Regions from separate parts of the Delphinus delphis genome. Here region 1 is linked to region 2. Evidence: chromatin contacts called from public Hi-C data. All regions are on one chromosome and are shown on one strand. Each heading gives the region's core, a stretch centred on a gene start, on an enhancer-like site or on the middle of the called end of the contact. The rest is flanking DNA. Distances are from core to core; before and after follow the strand shown.

Evidence for each region. Hi-C and Micro-C count contacts between places; a contact is called where the count stands out from the background.
Region 1: a contact with region 2 is called in a Hi-C map of lung, with 5 times the contacts expected there. The contact joins the promoter of ANKRD27 here to the promoter of CEP89 in region 2. A contact is called at or near these places in 2 of 3 Hi-C or Micro-C datasets (lung and muscle).

Annotation. Positions count from the first base shown.
Region 1 is chr20:18,151,077-18,154,149 of mDelDel1.2, reverse strand. It overlaps ANKRD27 (ankyrin repeat domain 27), which reads right to left and starts at 1,315. Exons shown (of 31, transcript XM_069540238.1): 1 at 1,207-1,315. RGS9BP (regulator of G protein signaling 9 binding protein) reads left to right here and starts at 2,109. Exons shown (of 1, transcript XM_059999930.1): 1 at 2,109-3,073. The coding sequence starts at 2,394.
Region 2 is chr20:17,924,542-17,927,546 of mDelDel1.2, reverse strand. It overlaps CEP89 (centrosomal protein 89), which reads right to left and starts at 1,525. Exons shown (of 19, transcript XM_059999171.1): 1 at 1,394-1,525. The coding sequence starts at 1,432. FAAP24 (FA core complex associated protein 24) reads left to right here and starts at 1,806. Exons shown (of 5, transcript XM_060000010.1): 1 at 1,806-1,921; 2 at 2,113-2,231; 3 at 2,353-2,492; 4 at 2,668-2,820. The coding sequence starts at 2,126.

The DNA.
Region 1 (3,073 bases), core at 66-2,565, 230 kb before region 2:
GAGCTCCCCAAAGAGATGCGCTCTCCCTTCTTTTACCGATTTTGTCCTAAAAACTACTCTTCCTCTGTCAAGGCCCCATTTGGCCCATAGGTGGCTGGGACCCTCCACCTCAGAGAATGGCCAAGGGCCAGAGTACCACCCAACCCTGGCCACAAACCACCAGTGAAACAACCAATTAAAGGACAGACTGCTGAGTGAGAACGAGCCCTGAACCTAGCGCTCTGGACCCGGGGGGGCTGCCTCAACATCAGGCCCGGCAAGGCGGCCTGGAAATGTAAATATCCCGCTAATATCTGTCGCTCTTCTCTAGGGCTGGTGGAAGGGTACATTGCTTAATCAAAATAGGGGCCTCTCTCCCTAAAACCCACAGACTTGGAAAATTCCAGCTCGCATGGCAAACTAGTAGTCCCTACAGTCTCCCCTGCCCCTCATTCCCTGAATGTCCTAAATCCTCAATGAAGACGCGCCACTTGCTCCCGTGGCCCTGCACGGGCCGCGAGTGCCCACGTCCCCAGCACCTCCAGAGTCGGCCAGAGCGGCACGGCCTTCCTCTCGAGCCTACGGGCAGTCCATTTTCAACGAAAAGAAGTGAACAGACCCAGAGTCCGGAACACCTCTTGGTGCTTCATAGTTTTCCTGGAGAAATCTTTACCCAGGAGGAAGACGAGACCCCGCCCCATGAGAGGCAGGCTAGCAGGGATTCCCTCCTCTCTCCCCCGCGCTTTTATTACCGCGGGGACCACGACAGCTCGACCCGATGCTCCGGACCCCCACCCCCACCCTCCCCTCCACCCGCCCCGCGAGGCCTCCCTTAAACCGCGGAGGCCACCCAGCCCGTGAACGACAGTGCTGCCCCAAGTCTGAGCTCCCGGGTTCCCGGACCTGCTGACCTGTCCTGGAGCAGCGGGAGTCAGAGGGCACATGCTTCGCCAACCCCACCCCTAGCCCCGCAAACACACCAGAGGGGCAGAGCGAGCCCGGCTGAGGACAGGAGTCGGAGAGCACGGGCGGGGCAGTCCACCCGGCGATGGGCCGGGGCCCTGGAGGCCGCCCGGAGACCGCCAGCCCAGCTTGGGGCGCCGGCTGAGGAAAGGAAAGAGCCCCTCCCCCTTCCAGCTCCGGGGCCCCGCCCGGCCTCTGGGCCCCGAGGCGCAGCAGTCCCGAGGGAAGGAGGGCGCGGGAGGAGACAGGAGGGAGGACACTTACTTAAAAGGCTACATAGTTTCACTCCCCGCTCTTCCCAGAGCGGCGCCGACCCCCTCCCGGCCCCTCGGTTCAGACCTCAGGCCCACCACCCCAACGCCGCAGATCTGCTCCACCGCCCACCCCCGTCGGGCGGAGCCGCGCCTCAAGATCTCTGGTCAGCCCAATGAGAGGTCGTCTTTATTCAGAGTGACGCGTGCGCAGAGCAATCATTGAGTCCGCCCAGCCGGGGGTGGGGCTCAGGAGGCACACAGCACTTCCTACTCAGGCTGGACCAGCCCAGAGCCACCGACTGCGCGTGCCCGGAACGGGAGGGGGCGGGGCCGAGAGCAGATCTGATCCAAGGGGTGGGGTCCAAGCTCTGTTGCTGGAAAGCGGGCTGGTCTAGAAAGGGGAGATTTTGGGAGCCGTCCCGCCCCGCAGATCGCCCTTTACTGCTCGTTTTGGGAGACGGAGGTGCCCAATCCTACGAGGCATACCACTCCCATCGCTGGCAGGGTCTAAGAGTCAGGGTACCTGGGTTCTAGCCCCTTCACTTGCATGGACGTGGCGTGATCTTAGCCCCCTTTTTTTTAATCGAGCCTCAGTTTCCCCTTCTGTAAAACAGAGGATTGGATCTGACGAGCGCTAATATTCCAGACCGTAATGGGGTGCGGAGGGGGAGATGGGGGACCTACACGTGACCTCCCGCGTGGGGCCCCGCCTATCCCTGGTCCAGGGGATGAAAGCGCCCAGCGAGGACGGGAGGGGGTGGGCGGATCCTAAGAAACCCTACCCGGCCGCCCTTGGCAGCAGCTAAGGCGGAGGGCGCGGCTCCGCGGCCGGCTAGCCCTGGCGACTGCACCGGAGGAGGATGGCGACCGCAACCCGGGCTTCGCGGGTGGCTACCGTGGAGGCGAGGACTGCGCAGAGATTCGGCGTGTGACTAGGAGCGCACCTGGGGAGGATGGACGAGGGGACGGGAAACAGCTAACGGGGCTCTCTCTCCGCGCCGAGTCCGCGGAAGCGCACGTCGTGGATCCTGAGCGGCTCTGTAGACAGCAGCGGCAGTGGCTAGCTCCTCTCAGGCCATGAGGAGTGCTCGGGCCGCCTGGCCAGGGGACGCCGTCGGGGCTGGCTGTGTCCTGCTGCGCTGAGGGCGTGAGGCTGAGAGGGGCGCAGGCGGCCGGACTGCGCCGGAGAGCAGCGCCATGGCGAAGGAGGAGTGCAAGGCACTACTGGACGCGCTCAATAAGGCGACTGCATGCTACCACCACCTGGTACTGACCATCGGCGGCTCCGCGGACTCGCAGAACCTGCGAGAGGAGCTGCAGAAGACGCGCCAGAAGGCGCAAGAGCTGGCGGTGGCCATCCGCGGCCGACTGACACCTCCGCTGCGCGACCGGGGCCTGGGCGCTGAGGAACGTGCCGAGTTCGAGCGCCTCTGGGTGGCCTTCTCTAGCTGCCTGGACCTGCTGGAAGCGGACATGCGGCGTGCGCTGACCTTGGGCACCGAGTTCCCGCTGAATAAGCCGCTGCGGCCGCTCGTGCGTACCGGGGTGGAAGGCGGCGCAGCAAACGTAGCGGCGCGCGCCCTGAGCGCCCGCAGCCTGCGGCACGAGGCGGAGCGCGGCTTCGACGTGGAAGACCTTCACCAGCTGGAGCGGGAGATCCTTCAGGTGGGCGAGATGATCCACGATATGGAGATGAAGGTCAACGTGCCCCGCTGGACGGTGCAGGCCCGGCAGGCGGCAGGCGCCGAGCTCCTGGCCAGGCCCAGCGCCGGCGTCTCCTCGATGCGCTGTGTGTCCGTAGAGCAGCGCATGGGGCCCTGCGACCCGAGCAAGGCCCTGGCCGCCACCATCTTCAGCGCCGTGCTGCTGGCGGCTGT
Region 2 (3,005 bases), core at 276-2,775:
TAAGGCTGCTATCAGGTGGTTCCTATCAGTGGCCCCAGATTCTTTTCTGGCGGGCCCTCCTCATCCCTACAGATGCTGTAGCACTCAGAATTGCCTTCCTGTTCCCACGTAGCAAATGACTCTTTGTCAGACTTTTGTACATGCTGTTTTCTCCACCTGGAATTCTATTTCCTTACTCCTCCCAAGGCCCAGGTCAACTCTCTCGGCTGACTTTGCTGCCCCTTCCGGTATATGCCTCTTCGGCACTTTTTCCCTCACCATTTTGTGTTGAATGACTTATAGGTTTGTCTACCCTTTAGCCTTTGGGGCCATAGGCTGTCAATCAATTGTGGGTATCTGGCACACGCACAGTAGGAACTCAGTAACACAACAAAAACCTCAATAAAGATGCTGAGTTAGCAAAATTGCACTGGAAAAATATGCTTCAACTATACCTTCCTTGCTTCTCAACATCCACCTGTCTAAAATGACTTCAGCAGGTCATAGGGCTGAGAACAGGAAGCCAAGTCAGACATGCTTTCTGATCCCAAACTGAAACAGAGTTCAGGAGTACCCTTATCAAAATGCTTTCTCTGTATTTAAAGTATTAAGTTTATGGAGAACTGGATGTAAGTAGGTCGGGTTTCACCAGGCAAGTATGGAAAAGGGAGACAGGAACAACGCCATTGCGGTGGGGGGCAGTGGTTACAAAGAAGTATCATAGGAGGAGGGGTCAGAGAATGAGCCTGGAAGTGTGCGCCCGCAGTGCCAGAGTGGCCATGGTAAGGTCTGCAGGGAAGCATTCCAGGCAGAAGAAAGAGCAAAGACAAAGGCCTGAATAAACCTAAAGGTGGGAATAGCTGGAGCGTCTGTGTGTGTGACTTGTGGGCAGTGGGCACGATCAGAATTGCATTTTAAAAGAATTCCTTTGGCTGCTTTGTGGAGAACGGACCTAGGGGAAGGGCGGGAACGGAGACCGAGAAATAGGGAGGAGTTGCTGCAGCAGTGCAGGTAGATGATGGAGGGCGGGGTGGGAGCGGGGACGGCTGCCAGATGCATCTGGTGGGTGGAATCTATGGAACTTGCTGGTGGGGTGTACATGGTGCGTGGCGGAGGAAAGAATCAAGAATGACTTCCCACAGAGGAATATTCAGTAGTGGAGCAAGTTTGTGCCGGCAGGAGTGAACTCCCGACACCGGAGCGAAAGTTACAGGTGAGACAGGGCGAGTCCTATCGACTGAGGCCGACACTGGGATAGAGGATCCGTGTTCCAAACACGAAAATTCAGGGCTTCTCGAAAGAAAAACCAATTCCTCTTGTGCCGCTACCTTGCCTCCATCCCAAATCCCAACCCCTTCCCACTTAACTCCCGGCCCCACGGGCCAGAGCGCAGGCCGGGCGCAGGTATACTTACAAACTGCCTCTTGCCGCCTCTCCGGACCCCCAGGAGCATCCTTGCTGCGGGGGTTGGCCAGACCGGCACTGGACTGACAAGCAGATCTCAGAACCGAGTACCACTCCCTAAAGCACGCCGCCTCCAACGGGCCTAGCCCCAGACGCCTTTTGTACGCAACGGACTTCGCAACAACCACGTCTGCCATTGGCTCTGCTTTTCCCAAGACCAATCAGAGCGAAGGTTACTGCACACCCGTCGCTCATGGCAACCAGCGGGTACTCTCAAATCCTCTCCAGGGCTGAAATTGTGTGCGCTGTTCATTCTCTTATTGGCCAGTCACGTGTCGATCTCTGAGGCCATAGCCTATCCGGCGCCAGGGGAGGCAGAGGGCGGGCAGGATAAAGGACTTGGAGAGCGCGCAGGAGAGAACCCGGAAGTGGGGCGCCGCAGGTAATGTCGCGGGAGACCCAGAACTGGGCCCTGGCCGGCTCGGCCCCCGCCCTGGACTGGATGGAGGAGCCACGGCGCGGGAGTGTCAGGGGCCAGGCAGGTGACGCAGATGAGGGACGGGGCTTCTAGGGCAGGAATTTCCTGGTTCTTAGACTTTGGCTAATAATCAACCTCTTAAAGAACACCCTGCAGACGGGCCCCTGCCAAAGAGGCCGGGGCTGGGAGTGGAACGCGGGGCCGTGTGCCGGAGAGCCTGCTCAAGTGCCGTCTTGTATTCCGCTCATTAGATCCAGGCAGCCGATGGAAGGGAACACCCTTGATGGCACAGGCCCCATGCACGTGCCGTTTGGGCACATTGTGGCCAATGAGAAATGGCGCGGGTCGCAGCTGGCACAGGGGATGCAAGGTCGGTGGGCTCCCTCTACTAAAGCCCTCTCTCACCTTAGCCCACTTTTTTAAAACGTTCTACCTATTGCCGTCTTTTCATCCAAAGCTCACGGAACTTATTTTCTTTTCTGTATTTTAAGGAAAAATTAAACTCGTTTTTGAGGATGGCCTGACACCGGTAGATTTTTACTTGTCTAGCAGATCCTGCATTCTTTATATCACCGAAGCTGATTTGGTGGCAGGAAATGGCTACAGAAAGAGACTTGTTCGGGTTAGAAACGTAAGTACTGAATTAAAGAAACAAATTGAAAATTGACTTCTATCCCCCCTCTGTCTATCCCTTGGAATAATTTATATAAAACCATTGGCCATTCCAAGCACCCTTGGATAGCTTCTTAGTCTTGAATGGAATTTTGTTACAAAATAGTTTCCTGTCTTTTTTTTTTTCATTGAAGTCCAGTAAACTTCAAGGGATTGTAGTAGTTGAGAAAACTCACATGAGTGAACAGTACTTTCCAGCCGTACAGAAATTTACTGTGCTGGATCTGGGGATGGTGTTGCTTCCAGTGGCCAGCCAGACGGAAGCGTCCTGTCTCATTATCCAGTTGGTAAGTACTGATTCCTACTCCTCCACGATAGCCCTGTGTTAGGACTCTTGACTGACCTTCCTGGACCTGCTACTCTGACAGACAGCTGCCCTTATTATAGGTACAATCCATCAGGTCAATCTCTGTCAGTGACTGGTTTGGTTTCTAAAACCTTTTTGAGGAGTTTAAGTTCAGAAGCTGCCTCT